Linked DNA regions of Danio rerio: region 1 is linked to region 2. The links are chromatin contacts, called in public Hi-C maps. All regions are on one chromosome and are shown on one strand. Each heading gives the region's core, a stretch centred on a gene start, on an enhancer-like site or on the middle of the called end of the contact. The rest is flanking DNA. Distances are from core to core; before and after follow the strand shown.

The links. A called contact is a pair of places that touch in the nucleus more often than the background predicts.
Region 1: a Hi-C map of an unstated tissue shows a contact between it and region 2, with 2.2 times the contacts expected there. The contact joins two enhancer-like sites. A contact is called at or near these places in 2 of 18 Hi-C or Micro-C datasets (caudal fin and an unstated tissue).

Annotation. Positions count from the first base shown.
Region 1 is chr20:31,435,246-31,442,388 of GRCz12tu, forward strand. The region is part of intron 1 of sipa1l1 (signal-induced proliferation-associated 1 like 1); the gene reads right to left. Among named protein-coding and RNA genes, the nearest start is that of rgs6, 61 kb to the left of the region's middle. Within about 2 kb of position 1,781, at least 16 of the 62 cell types and tissues checked have an H3K27ac peak or open chromatin away from gene starts, as enhancers often do.
Region 2 is chr20:31,398,761-31,406,033 of GRCz12tu, forward strand. The region is part of intron 12 of sipa1l1 (signal-induced proliferation-associated 1 like 1); the gene reads right to left. Among named protein-coding and RNA genes, the nearest start is that of rgs6, 25 kb to the left of the region's middle. Within about 2 kb of position 3,176, at least 37 of the 62 cell types and tissues checked have an H3K27ac peak or open chromatin away from gene starts, as enhancers often do.

The DNA of each region.
Region 1 (7,143 bases), core at 531-3,030, 35 kb after region 2:
ATTATAATGAAGTAATAAAGGTAAACAGATTATAAACAACATAGACAGCCAAAGTAATGAAACAGAAGGGCAATATATTAAAAAATTATTGACTGCATTATTATGGAGTGCTTTTGATGATAGTTACATGAGTCACATGTTAACATCTGACAACAATTTTAAACTTGAGTAGAAAAAAAAAGAGGTCAAAATGGCAGATGAAGCATAGACTGAAAGACACTTGATTACATACAGATTTGCTGTGTACCTGCTTTAAATACTAACATCATGCCAAAGCAAACATGAAAAGAATGTTTTTTTTTTTTTTCATTTGTAAACTCTTCAGAAATCTAGAAAGCAAAAATATATGCACAATCATTCTGAATTTACAAAAGAGATTTTACTTAAGTTTTATGTTATGAATAAGTGTTTTACATAAGGCACCGAATTATGACCAGATTTCACCTGTTCAGCTAGGAGTTTATATGGCAGGCCTTTAACTGCTACACTGTTCATACACTTGGCTGTGCCAAAGGGCAGATTACACCACATGAATAAATCAATGCCACACTGCCGTGGAGAGGCAGAACACTGCACAAGTACAGACACAAACCAAATCGAATGATTAGATATCACCAGGATGTTTTGATGTGCAACGTAACAAAGATGGTCAAAAGCCATTCAACAATTTATTTCATCTAGTTAATTCCTACTTTACCATACAATCCTTTATCTTAAATTACTTGAGGCAACAATAATAACTAGGCATTGGCCATAGGCATTGAACATCGGCCAAGATTCTGACGGTTTACTAACTTTGGATAAAAAGATCAGTTTTACAATAATGCGATTACTAATCTAAAATATATTCTTATTAAATGTCTGGGTAAAAAACAAAAACCTTTTCCCCTTTAAACACAATATATTTAACTTTGAGAAACGTTTAATATATTTTATATTGTCAGGCATTATATGTCAGGCTAAATAATTCAAATAAATCATTGACTTCTGCTGTATTCATTAGTTTTAAAAACACAGATTTTTATTATTATTATTATAACAAATCAAATTAGTCCCAATAGAGAGAATTAAGAACAGGACACATGTTAAAATCCATCTGCTGTATGGATATCTATTATGTTAATGTACAAAATAAACCTGATTTAACGTCCACAAACCGGGATTGAAGCATCTTATTTTATAAATGTACTGACATGCATCTGCGGTGATAAAGTAAAGATGGTAAAAGCGCTGTAATTCATTACAAACATGCACAGTTTTAAAAACGTTTTAAACTTAATAAGCGGCTGTCAATTAAATCAGAGGACAGAAAAAAACCACACACGTCACATTTAGTGGGTGTCAAAATGGAAAGGATTTAGATCCTATTTTAAAGTCAGGACATTGGAAAAAAGAGATTGTCTTTATATCACCCCAATATGACTGTGGACATGCTATGCCCACACAGTTTTGTCCAAACCACTTACAAAAGATGATTTTCATCATAGGTGCCCTTTAAGCTTTAAAAACACTTACAAAATTAGCTTTATCCTTGTACGATTACCAATTGCAAAACCCATACCAGACCTGGTCAGAAAGCTACACAAGTAAAAACTGAATACAGCAGGTGGCACTGCACATAAGTCCTCATCGCTCAAATTGTAATGCACTACAGATGAACATTGTTCTCATATGACAGGAGAAGCTCTGAAATGTCAGTTTCCTTGGTTTCCTGGCAACCATCTGCCGAGTGTTGTGGTGCAGAGCGGCAGTGCTGCTGGGTTAACCTTAATGAGAGAGCTGAAGCCCAGTGACTACACACATACACACACCTCCATAATCTTCCACACACACACACATCAGGAGAACAACCCTAAGACAAGATCCACGAAACAGTGTAAATGATCCATAGTATAAATGTAGCTAAAAATATCTGATGAAAAAAATATGTGAAAGCTAGCGATTATGCTAATTACGATCAGGGCAACACATACGACCTAACATTCAGTGTTTAATCACAGCATGTATCATAAGGACTAAGAGCATAGCATTAATATTACTACAGCGAAATGAAAGTCTCCCAAATGAAGAGGCAGGCTGGAATGGAACAATAGACGAATCCCACTGAATCACTTGACATTTTGGAGATTGTGAATCACATTAGTAGTGCTAGACCATGTGTATGCGCTGATGAAATTATGAGATAATCTTCCTGCCGGTGAGTCCTGACCTCCCGATGGCTGGAAGGGGTGTGTGGAGAGCCGGGTGTGGCAGCATAACAAACCCCAACAACACACACTCGACGCACCGAGTACAGATGAGGTCATGGGTATTTCCATTTTTTGAGAGTGCTTTTGCTCTCACGTCTGCTCTCCCGCAGAAACCATGCTGTAATACATTTCGGAGGTTGCAGCACAGGTGCTTCTGCAAGGCCGGGAGGAACTCTGTGGCTTAGTCATACACAGCTGCCAAATTACAGCCCGGAGTATGACAGATGGGGGCAGCGCGGGCTGACAGATCCCATGTAGCCAGTTAATGAGACAGATACCTGTGACGAGCTTCACCAGGAAGACCGCGAGCAGGGCAGGTATGACTAACACACCAATGAGAACTTTAACTCGGAGGACAAATCTCAGACGAAAGTGTGACCTTATATAGACCGGCTCTTTCCCTATAGAAAGGAATAGAAATAAAAGCTTATCTTAAATTTTTGTTTTAACTAATAATAATAATTTTGTAACTGGTTTATTACTTAAATATATATGGTTAAAGGGATAGTTCAAACAAAAATAAAATCTATATCTGTCTTTTTCTCGACCTTCACTTTAGTGCTCCACAATATTTTATTTCAGCATTGATCTCGCAAAGTGAACATTTGTAAAAGTCACATCACTAGAATACGCAATGTTGAGTCTGGAATTTAATTTATCATTTCAAGAGTGTGACAACAACGATAGTAATGTAATGATAGTAATAATGACAGTAAAAAGGAAAAAGGACAATAGTAATATTAACTGATAACAACAACAATGATAATTACAAGTACACCAACAACTACTATGGAAATTACTAATGTTACAACGACAACAGCCAAAACAATGACTACTCCTACAATGTCTTCTACTACTGATCCTTTTACAACAAAGGCTACTACCTCTGATACTATCACAATGTCTACTACTACTGATGCTACAACATCTACCACTACTACAACAAGGACTGCTACCACTACTACTGCTACATCTACTACTGATACTACCACACCAACGACGACTACAACATGTGTTTGTGTGTGGGTTTTAAAAAGCATTCAGGCCTAAGAAATTGAACTGTTTTTAACTAATACATTTATAATGATAAATTATATTGAATTGTTCATGAAATGAAGACTATGCAGTATTATTTTACATTTGATTAATCAATTACTGTACACCAGAATGCAGTTCGGCAACTCAAAAAACAATAAAATGCTGTTTACATAATTTGTGATTTTTTTTACTGAATTTATCTATGCTTTTAGATTGTTCCTTATACTTAATGCACATGCACTCCCCTCCAGAATCACCCCAAGATCTTACGTCATCAAACGTAAGATTATAAATTCTTTCCAAATAGTTATTCAACACATTAGTGAAATCCTATTTATATCGCAATATTTATATTATATTAGATTTTTGCAATATTATGCACTACCTATTTAGTATTTAGTAGTAGTATTACCTACTACTAAACCTATTTGAGTTTCTTTATTCTATTGAACACAACAGAAAATATTTTGCAATGGTTGACTTCTATAGTAATGTTTTTTCTACTATGTAAGTTAATGAGTGACGCCAACAAGAATATCTTCTTTTGTTTTTTTTTTTTTTTTTTAAAGAACAGATCTTAAAAAATTAAAACCACATTAGTAAAAGTAAATGCACAGGCAATTTTCATTTTTGGGTGAACAGTCTCTATAAATTGCTGTTTTTAATTGGCCAAATCCTGCTTGGAACTTTTAAAAGACAATAAAAGTTGATTTTGTTTATTAGTGGAGTCAACATGAGCTGTTGAGCATGATTGGTTTGAAATGAACTCTCTATTCGGTCTTTTAAAATATATTTACAGACGTCATGTAATGTGTCTTAACCAAGTCCAAGCAAGAATATAAGCTCAATAACCCGGTGTTGGCAGCTTTAAATGACCTGATCATAATTCAAGTTCACCGTATTTTTTTGAAGCTGTTTCCAACCATTTTAGAGATGCGCATAAAAAAATGAGTTGATCAAAACAGCAAGATGTGCATCAATTTTGACAATGCGCATAAAAAACATATGCACATAACTGAGTAGGATAAACCTTTTGTTTAATAATAAGAAATACGCATACACTATGATGGAAACACTTACCGAACAAATTCCAGTGTGCGCAATAAAAAGTAAAGTGACTTTGTAACAGATCATGTAAGGATAAAATTTTTGTGAATGAACAAACCAGCAGGCTGAGCACATTTTAAAACATCTGAAATGTTGTTTTAGTCAATCTAAAACACCTTAACCATTTCAGTATTAGTGTTATTATAATATTAATTACCTGAGAACTGTCAAGAGCGTCTGTGCTCAGAGTCTTACACCTTTAAACGCCACCACGTGTTTATTTGGTCAGCATTGTCTTCTGAGGTGCAAGTCATTGATTAAATAAGGTCACTCAGTTTCTCCTACCTTGAAAAATTCTACTTTTACATTTGATAATTGGCGCCAGTTAATCAAGAAATGACAATTTTTATCTTTTAGACTCATTGGATGGAAACGCTGCTTTGTTTGCACGTCTTTTATGCGATATTTCAGTTTTGCGCATAAACTTAATTTTATTTTAACTTAACCTAAAACATAGCTACTGGTATAAGCTCTTGCATTATGCACATATCAGATACACATCAGATTTTTTTTCACATTGGAATGAGAAAAACCAATCTGAGTATTGCAGAAATGCATGTGATTTTTTTTCCTGCTTATACATACGCTTACCATATCCTGTGCAACATGAGAAGAAAAATACTGAATTGGGTCACTTGAACAATGCACATGCACCCTAACTGCATGATGCAAATTAAATTATCACACAATGCTACCTATAGAAAGCATTTATTATTCATGCCCCATTTTCAGTTCCCCCACGATGGTACTTCTATGCTGAAGCACCCTTAAGAAAATCCTTTCAATCCCAGCCTAAATGAACACCTCATCTTTAACTACTACACTAATTGGTTTGCACTTGGCAAATTAAATATGGGGTGTTAGCTTAAGCTGGAAACCGAGGAAAAAAGCATCATGTCAGGGTGAAAACAACTGCTCAAATGAGAAGAACATCAACAAGCACATGTAAAAGCAGGCTCAATGAATAAAATTGCTGAAAGGTTCTGATTCAGTCTGCATTCAAATACATACAGAGCCACAAACCTGTACACAAAAAGAAGAGATAAAAAAAAGAGAAAACTGACATGAAAAAATGAGCTGCGTGAAAAAGTTCACCCTCCCTGTAACCCTTCGAAATAAACTGTCTGGGTTTTTTATTTGTTTTGAATTATATTTGATGCTGTGCCTTTAAGATATGAAATCAGCAACAGTGTTTTTCTCCATTAAGACACCGACTGCAAGTTTGGGGTTTGCTCCATTATAGTTTTAACTGCCCAAAACTTCAATAACATCCTCTTTGCAAAGATTCATTACACTATCCATGCTGAAGAGGGAGGCATAAACAGGTAGCCAGACTGAAGTGAACCGGGACAATCTTACTTTCTCCTTATTACCTTGCTATGATTAGGAAAGTTACATTTTTGGCATCACTAACGTTAACATTTAGTTTGAGCATTTATCAGTGTCATCAAAGTTGAGAAACTGATATTTTGCAGATTGGTATAAAACATGCTCATTTCCAGCTGGGCGAGAGATTAAGTAACCAAAGTACTTTTTAAATCAAAAGATTGAAAAATTGACGCCTTTAAAAAATTGAGCAATAAATAAAAAAGATGTTTTGATAAAGCAAAGCTGTAAGCCTCAAAAAAGTGATGGCTGTAAATCCTAAAAAAATGCAGGCTTTCCAACCACAAGGAAAGAATAAAGAATGTCTGAACGCTTAGAGGAAACGTGGTCAATGGCTGAACTCACTTGAAATGTTTCTGCAAAACCAAGGAAGAAAAACAATAGCGTTGAACACACAAGAACAATTCGTATAATTGCAGCCTTTCAGATAAAAGGACAACTGCATTTAAGTAAACAACATCCTCCACAAAAGCTTGACAAAACTGCAGAAGTGGGTATTTCCAAGAACTCTTTTGGACCTTTGAAAAGAGTGCATTCTTCATTCATTCAAGACTCAGTGCAAAATGAACTGTAATGTTTCTGAAATGTAGAAAAATGCAAGTGGAAGCACAGAATCCAGTCATAAAATGAAAATGTATTTCACTGTATAACGTGAAAACTTAAAAGAATCACTGAAGGATTTCCAAAAATATGAAATGTAAGGAAAATGAAAACAATGAGAACATTTTGAATGAACAAAAAGGCTGTACAGAGAAAACAAAATGCAATATGGAACAATATCCATGAATGCCAATGCCAAAAAAATGCAAAAAGGATTATATATAAATATTAAATTGCTTGATTATTTGATTACTACAAAAACTCAAGCATGAATGGTGCCGTTTTCTCATTATGAGGATAATATATTTCTCAATAAACTGATTATTAGGAAGTAGCATTAAAACCAATTACTAAACTTTCATCCTAAAAAATATGATTTATACAGTCTTTAATTACTTTGTGATGGTAAATTTGTATTAATACAATTTAAAAAAATAACTGGAAATATGAAAAAGTTCTGGAAAAATCCCAAAAGTGTAAACATAAAAATTTATAACAGCACAAAATTATAAATATTTATATATGAAAGTTCAGATGCAAAGACCTCTAAGGGCCATCTGAAATTTCCATAAAAAATGAGCGTTAGTTTCAGCCTCTTTTGTTTATGTTGAGTTATTTCACTTTGAAGACCATCAAAAGAACTTATTCTTTGCCATAAAAATGAAATTGCTGCACCTACACACAGAAACCTGATGAAAATGCAAACTTTAGAAGAAAATTTGAGACGTTAGAGGTTTTTGCATTTGAACTCTCTGTCTAATGT
Region 2 (7,273 bases), core at 1,926-4,425:
ATAGAGTAATTCACAAAAAAAGCTTTTAAAACATCAAGATAAAAAAGGCAATTTCTTTGCACATGCATGAGCCACTGCGACACTGCTGTGTCAGAGGGGGGCAATTCCTTTCTAGCTTTATGAAAAGGCTTTCCTTCCCCTCTTTGACACCCCACTTCCTGCCTCCACCTCCCCTTAGTAATTCAAAGCTGAGTTTATTTGGGTTTTCAGAATAATAATACCTTGCAATACCTCAGAAGACATTGCACATTTCTCTCTTTTAAGACAAAACTAAACACACCTTGATCAATTTAATCATTGAAAATACAATCTTATACTATTATATAGTACTTTAGAGACATGGAGAATCATGGCAAGATATTAGAGGGTAAAACTGAGTGCTAAATAGACATGACAAGATGCCATGACCTTTAATAAACGTTATATCTTCCATGCTGATAAGAGTTAATCAGACATAACAATGGAGACTATTTTAGAAACAGTTTCTAATTCGATGACGCCATTGCTTGAACAACAGCAGCATACAAACTTTGACAATGCCAGGTACTGATAATGTGCTTTATTTAAATTCTAAATGTTGTGAGTTTTAATATAATTTTGCAATATCATACTGAAAACAATGTATAATTAACTTCAGATCCTGAAAATAAAGGAAACATTATGACTGTGAAAAAATAAGTTTATTGCATGATAAAGATTGTTAGTTAGTTAGTAACTAATAAAGAATACAGTGCTCGGCATAATTGAGTACACCACATTTTGCAAATGAATATTTTTATCTATTTCTCAGTAAATACAGGCAATGTTTTTTGTTTATTTAAACAAAACAGATTTATTTAACAGATGTATTCTTTCAAATAATATTTTGTCACCAAACATATTTAGAAATTGAAAAAAATACAATTAAATTCAAGCTAAATATTGCAAAAAAATAAAATAAAATAGAATTACAACCTACAAAATTTAAACAAAATTTTCAATTTCTAAATTCAATATCTTTTTTAAATTTGTATTTAATATTTTTCTATAACCTGTAAATTTGGGTGTACTAGTTTCTGGACCGTTATCCTAAGTTATTTGGTTAGATAAGCTCTAGATTTGGCTTCCGTACAGACTAAACTAATGTATATGTGCAAATATAATAATGTATAGCCTACTATTAAAAATATGAATTTAAAAGATAGATTTCTCAAGGGTGTCCTCGTATATGCTGAGCACTGTATATCAGTTATGTACTTGCGCATTTTGTTTTGAGTGCAATTACAGAGAGAGCTCTGCCCACACATTCCTTTCATTGGCTGTAATTTTGATTAATTTTGTTGTGTCATGTTGCCATGTTGGGCCAGTTATAAACACAAAATTCCTGGTCACTGAAATGTTTTTATATCTGGTTAAGATACTGTGCAAGAATGCTAGAAATATATCCAAAATTGCACAAAATTGCTTTTGTATGGATTGTACATCCCTTTTAGCATTCCAAAAGGGGAAAAAAAGTCACTGATAGAACCGATATCAGAGAACAAATGCTTTCACTGTCAATCCTTTTCCACTTCACATATTTGTCCTCCTCTAATTTGAACAATTTCTCCATTATTTAGATCCAAAGCAGATTCATTCTTTTGAGGTTGTTTTTTTTTTCATATGAAATCCTAAGAATCAGACTGCACCAAGGTTAGAAGAGTTTGGATTTTTCATTAGTTTTACAAATTCAGTTCGTTTTAGTATTTACAGGTAGATTCACTAGATTTTATTAGTTTCTATATTTTGAAATTGCTTAGTTTTGTTAAGTTTTTGTTAGTTTCAGTATTAGATTTTGTTTTTTTCTAAATTAGGATATTAGTTGGGTTTAAGATACAAAGGACACATGACCATTATCATCTACCACTACCATCTACTCATCCACAAGTTTAAATACAACAGACGTTTAGATCTTTAACGCCGAACCAGATTCTGAGACAATCCTAAAAATAAAATTTTGTACTCAGCAATCATAATTTTAGTCAGTTAAAACATCACCATGATCTAAAAAGTTTCTTAAAATTATTAATTATGAAAATAATTAACTCAGTTCGATTTGGTGAACTAGTTCAACTGGTTCACTTAGAAGACCAGGTTGAAAAGAACTATTCATTCGCAGTGCTGTCAATGTGCAGCTGTTATGTCCACTCGTTGTTTTTATCGCGGGAGCAACAGCGAGGATAACTGGAGGAGAACCGGCTCAATCTGGCCAATGGCAGCAGGATTACAGACTCTGAGGTGCCGTATGGGTCAAACACCTGACAGCGAGACAGATGTACTTTTAAAAGGTTTACAATAAGATTGTGTAATAAATACATTTACAAAGATAAAAACGAAGGACGTTTTTGCTAAAATTTTATTTTGCTATAGTGTTTCAGTTATTTTTTTCTATGTACACAATACAGGTTCAGTTAGTTCTAGTTTTTTTTTTTTTAAACTCTCGTTGTTACCTTTATTTGAATTAATGAAAAAAAAATTTGGTAATTTTCGTGAACTTTAATAACCTTGGACTGCACTTTTTCTCTACATTTAATCAGTAAGAACCTAAAGTATTTTGGTCTAAAATCTAACCAGTGAACATACTAGTGAACTGCACTTCAAAGCCACCCCAAAATAAAAAAACAGCAAAGGACAGCATTTTTCTGACTGACCTCTCATACCCCAAACAGTCGCCTGCAATCATGAGCACGGCGTATAATTCTAGGCTGTGGTAACATTTACAGCACGGGTCGTAAGGTTTACTGGGCCGAACTGCTCAGATGTGTTTTGTGTAGGCTGGACCCTACTATTATCATTGGAGTCGTCGAGAGGTCACATAACGGAGCTGAGAAGGGTCAAAGAGCGAGTGGAGGAGGGCCGCTCGACCACAACAGTCAGAGAAGCTGGAAACAGTGAGATGCTTGTGAAGAAGGGGACATAAACAGAGACAGAAAGAAAGTGAGAGACAGACGCAGTGGAGGCAGAAAAGACTGCCTGCAGCTCCTGCGTTCGGGAATATTCCTGTCAAAAGCAGGAGACATGTGGAGAGGCAGAGGAATGGAGAGAGGAAAAGAAACAAGAAAAATACGCAGAAAGGGGGTGGCAGTGTGAGTCACAGCACACTTGGACCTTGAAGAGTGAGAGGAGATGGAGTGGGGGGGGGGTGCTAGAGGCACACAAAGCACTGCTTACACAACCGTACCAGCAGGAAAGAGGAGGTATTTCTGTCTTGCTTGAACCCATACACAGCCTGCTGTTTAGAGACACCGTTTATGTTGCTGCCTTTCACTGGACACAGCTTACTTTCAAAGGCTATGCTTGATCTATCGAGCCCTCTAAGGTCGACCACGGTTATACAAGAGAGAGGTATTCAGGGGGAGGGAAGGATCAGGTGATATGCTATGTGTTGCCGAAATGTTTTTGCAGTAAAAAACAAGTGGTCAAACTAAAAATAATAATAATGACTTAAAATAAGAATGCATCAACGCCAGGTGGAAATGTGGGATAATAAAACTACATAGCCTGAGGCATGGCAAAGGAAGAAGTGCTTCGATGCATGTTTTAAAGAGTAATACCTTTCCTCCAGTTCCTGGGTTGAAACAATGCTTCGCTTTCGGTGATTTGTAATGAAAGCACTTGAGAAGAAGCATAGGTTTAACATAACCTGGAGTGACTGAGAGTGGTGTTTGTCCGTGTGGCCGCCACTGTGCTAAGGTGTTATTAGTGGGTGCCTAGACATTGCTATGCGGTTGCTAAGGTGATCTGAGAGGTTACTTACTAGAGTCAAAAGAGCTCACCCTCAAGTCTCTTTGATATTCTGATCCTCAGATCCTCCCGTCAATGCAAGTCTAAAGGATTTTTTTCGCCTACTTCATCACTGGCCAGGTGATAAAGTCTATGCAGGCTTCTTGAAAAGTAAAATCAGACTTTGCACCTGTGCATGAGGTAACTAGTTTATCTTAACGTGTAAATACACAGTAAAATTTCTAGCTGCTAAATTTTACTTTTTTTCCAATATTTATAAAGTTCAGCTTATAATTTACAATATCAGCTTAGAGACAATTCATTTCAAATCAAATTAAATCAAAATCCTGTGGACCACAATAAAACCTGAAAGTTTGCCTTGAAGGGCACCCATGATGAAAATCATCTTTTGTAAGCTGTTTGGACAGAACTGTGTGTAGGTATAGTGTGTCCACTGTCATATTGTGGTGATGTAAACACAATAAGTCACTTTTTGTAAATTTCCTGACATTAAAATAGGATCCAAATCCCTCCCATTTTGAGGCCCACTGCAATGTGACGTAGGAGTGTGGTTTCCCCACCCACCGAATTGATGAGTAAAACGTTTTTTAAAAAGTTCATGTTGGTAATGAATTACGTGAAGTTTTTAAACTAATTTCGAGAGGAGCACGTGATATAATTGACAGCAGCTGGCCACCTATCTACACTCATTAGTTAGCCAATCAGATCTATCCTAACCCACTATAAGTAGCCTAGCTAGACATTACTCCCTTATCTTCGTTTTCCGAAGAAACAAACGACAGGTCCGCTCTAGCTCCTCCAAAAGTTACTCACGGACAAAACGGATCCTCCACATCTCCTACTATTCTTCAACTACAATACCACACCACCTTTAATACCATCGTCAGCAACTACCAAAAATGACAAAAACAACAACAACAGCGACGGCGGCTGAGATCACAACAGCATCAGCGCAGCTACATACAAGAAAGAAAGCTCCGGGCTCCCTGAAACACCAGCCCCGTCTTAACAACACCCAGCCCAGCATGAAAGTCAGCTCGAGACCGAGGCTCCAACGAGAGGCCGTAGGCCTATCCACTCCAGCCAGATCACAATGCAATCCCCAGCTCCGCTACGTACCTTCTCCAGCATCATCATGTGTCTCTCATATCCAACAACGACTGTCACTGAACTCCTCCAAACTCCTAGACGCCGGGACCATAATTCAAAGCCGCTGCATTAAACCCAAAACACTTGCGAATCCACGTCTTCACCGCCACCCCCAGGACATAACACGCTCCTGCCACACCCCCTATCCTAAACCGACATTAAACCCGCAATCTCTCCGCCTCCCCGGAGAATCAAGGAAAGGATTAAAAAGCAATATTGGATTTGGACATATTGCAGCAATCATAATTCTAAACACGGATAAAACCTATCTCCCGGACAATAAAGCAACTCTTGGGAATCCCACCTCACCTCTTCCATCCTGCAGCTCCCGATTCCAGTGCACACTCCAGTCCTCCTCTTTCAGCGATCCTTACCACCTACGCACCCCGCCCCTCTACCTTGCGTATCATTGCTTTTTCCCCCTCTCATTTTTACAAGCTCGCAGCTACTGCTGATTATTTTCTATTATAAAATAGAAATTACTTGTCGACTTTTGTCAATTTGTTTATGCTTTTACTGAATTACGTTTGTAACTGACCTAATTTTCTGAATTTCTCATTCCAGGTTTCGTCTACTGAAGCACAGCCGATCTCGGCGCTCCCTTCCCACAACCTCACTAGCCGTCCACCAACGCTACACCAGAAATCACAGAGCAATTCCCTGTTAAGCACATCCATACCAGCCCTACTGAAATGGACATTAGAACGTTTCTAAAAACGTCTAATAACGGCTCTTTCATCTCCTCATAATTCTGCCTTTTTCAGCTTTAACAGCATGATTATGCCAGATGAATATGCTTAAATTTTCACGTTATAAACCAAGCAATCTCTCTAATCTAGACGGCTGCAGCGCTCGGTTGCAATCAACATTACACCCGCCACCCGATTTCTGGCAATCGGAGGTCACAATTACATTTCGCAGTCCGTTTAACATTCGGATGCAAAAGTAGCCCACACATTTATGCTTAAAAACGATCCGCTGGATTTCGCCAATAACTACGGTGTTTGCACGTAATTCACCTACAAGTTCCCGTTTCTCTCTCCCTAATATCCCCCAGCTAAACTAGTGACCGGTTTTCTAATATTTGCATTCTCATTGCGGAAGAACCTCCGGCTTAAGCACTTCTATAGAATTCTTAAGCATCAATTTGGAGTGATAGAATTTCAAGCATTAATAAGCTACTTGAATAAATCGACAATCAGTCCCCTTTTATATTCTGGAAGAAAAATATCACGCTAAGCATAAACTGCTCTCCATCTAGAACATCAAACACACATGCGCATTATCCCGCAGGGATGCCTTTTCGTCACCCACCTATTTCATCTCGCAGCAGCAATCTCCGGAATAAAAGAGAAATGATCTAAATCCGATCTTGGCCGTAACAAACTCTGCCTGAGGGGCGTCGCGCACCAGAGGCGCCGACGGCGCGGTGACGCGACGCACTTACGACAGAGAATAGTAGATTAATGCACACCAGACTCACGCATTCATACTTTATCAAATAAACTAATCAATTATACAAATAGCGCTCCGCGGCGCGGCAGAATACGAAGTCTCCTGAATTGTGGCTGGGCACTACGGACAGCCGCATTGACTTCCTTATTATTTATTCCTTCCTGTGAAAGTCAATGGTTACAGGTTTTCAGCTTTCTTCAAAATGTTGTCTTTAGCGTTTAACACGGGAGTCACTAACCTCTGAAACTATAAGAGCTTTCGGGCACCGATTAACGTGGAGGGCTACCAGTTGGATAAACACTTCTCAAATAACAAATTGCTCAAATTACTTATAATTATAATTTAAGTTTTGGTTATTTTTAATAATGAATAATATTCATCCAGGTGTAGTCACTGATCATGTTATGATTCTCTCAAAGTTACCAACAATGATTTAACAGGGTAGGAAATACCCCGTAATTAATATATCAACGTGCAACACTATTTTATTTATCTTTGCAAATATTTACATTTTTAAATGATTACTTCCATATTAGAGAAAGCTTACTTGTAAGTGGTGTTATGGTGAGCTATTTTAGAACAGGCCTGTGAGCAACACACGAGAGCCTCGTGAGCTATCTGGTGCCCATCGGTACCATATTTGGTGACTCCTGGTTTAACAGAAATGAAATTCATAAAGGTTCGTAACCATCAGGTAGCGCTTAAAGCATGCGACCTGCTTATGCTTCCTTCCTTAAGCGCTGGAATAGAAGCCATTCATTTATTAGCTATCCAATTTCATCCTCAGTATATCCTTTTTACACAGATGCTGCCCCCTTCGTGGGGTATATTATCGGGGCCGCCAATGCGCTTCTAACTGGCAATAAAGTCAATACATTCTGAAAAAAAAAAAATAATAAAATAAAAA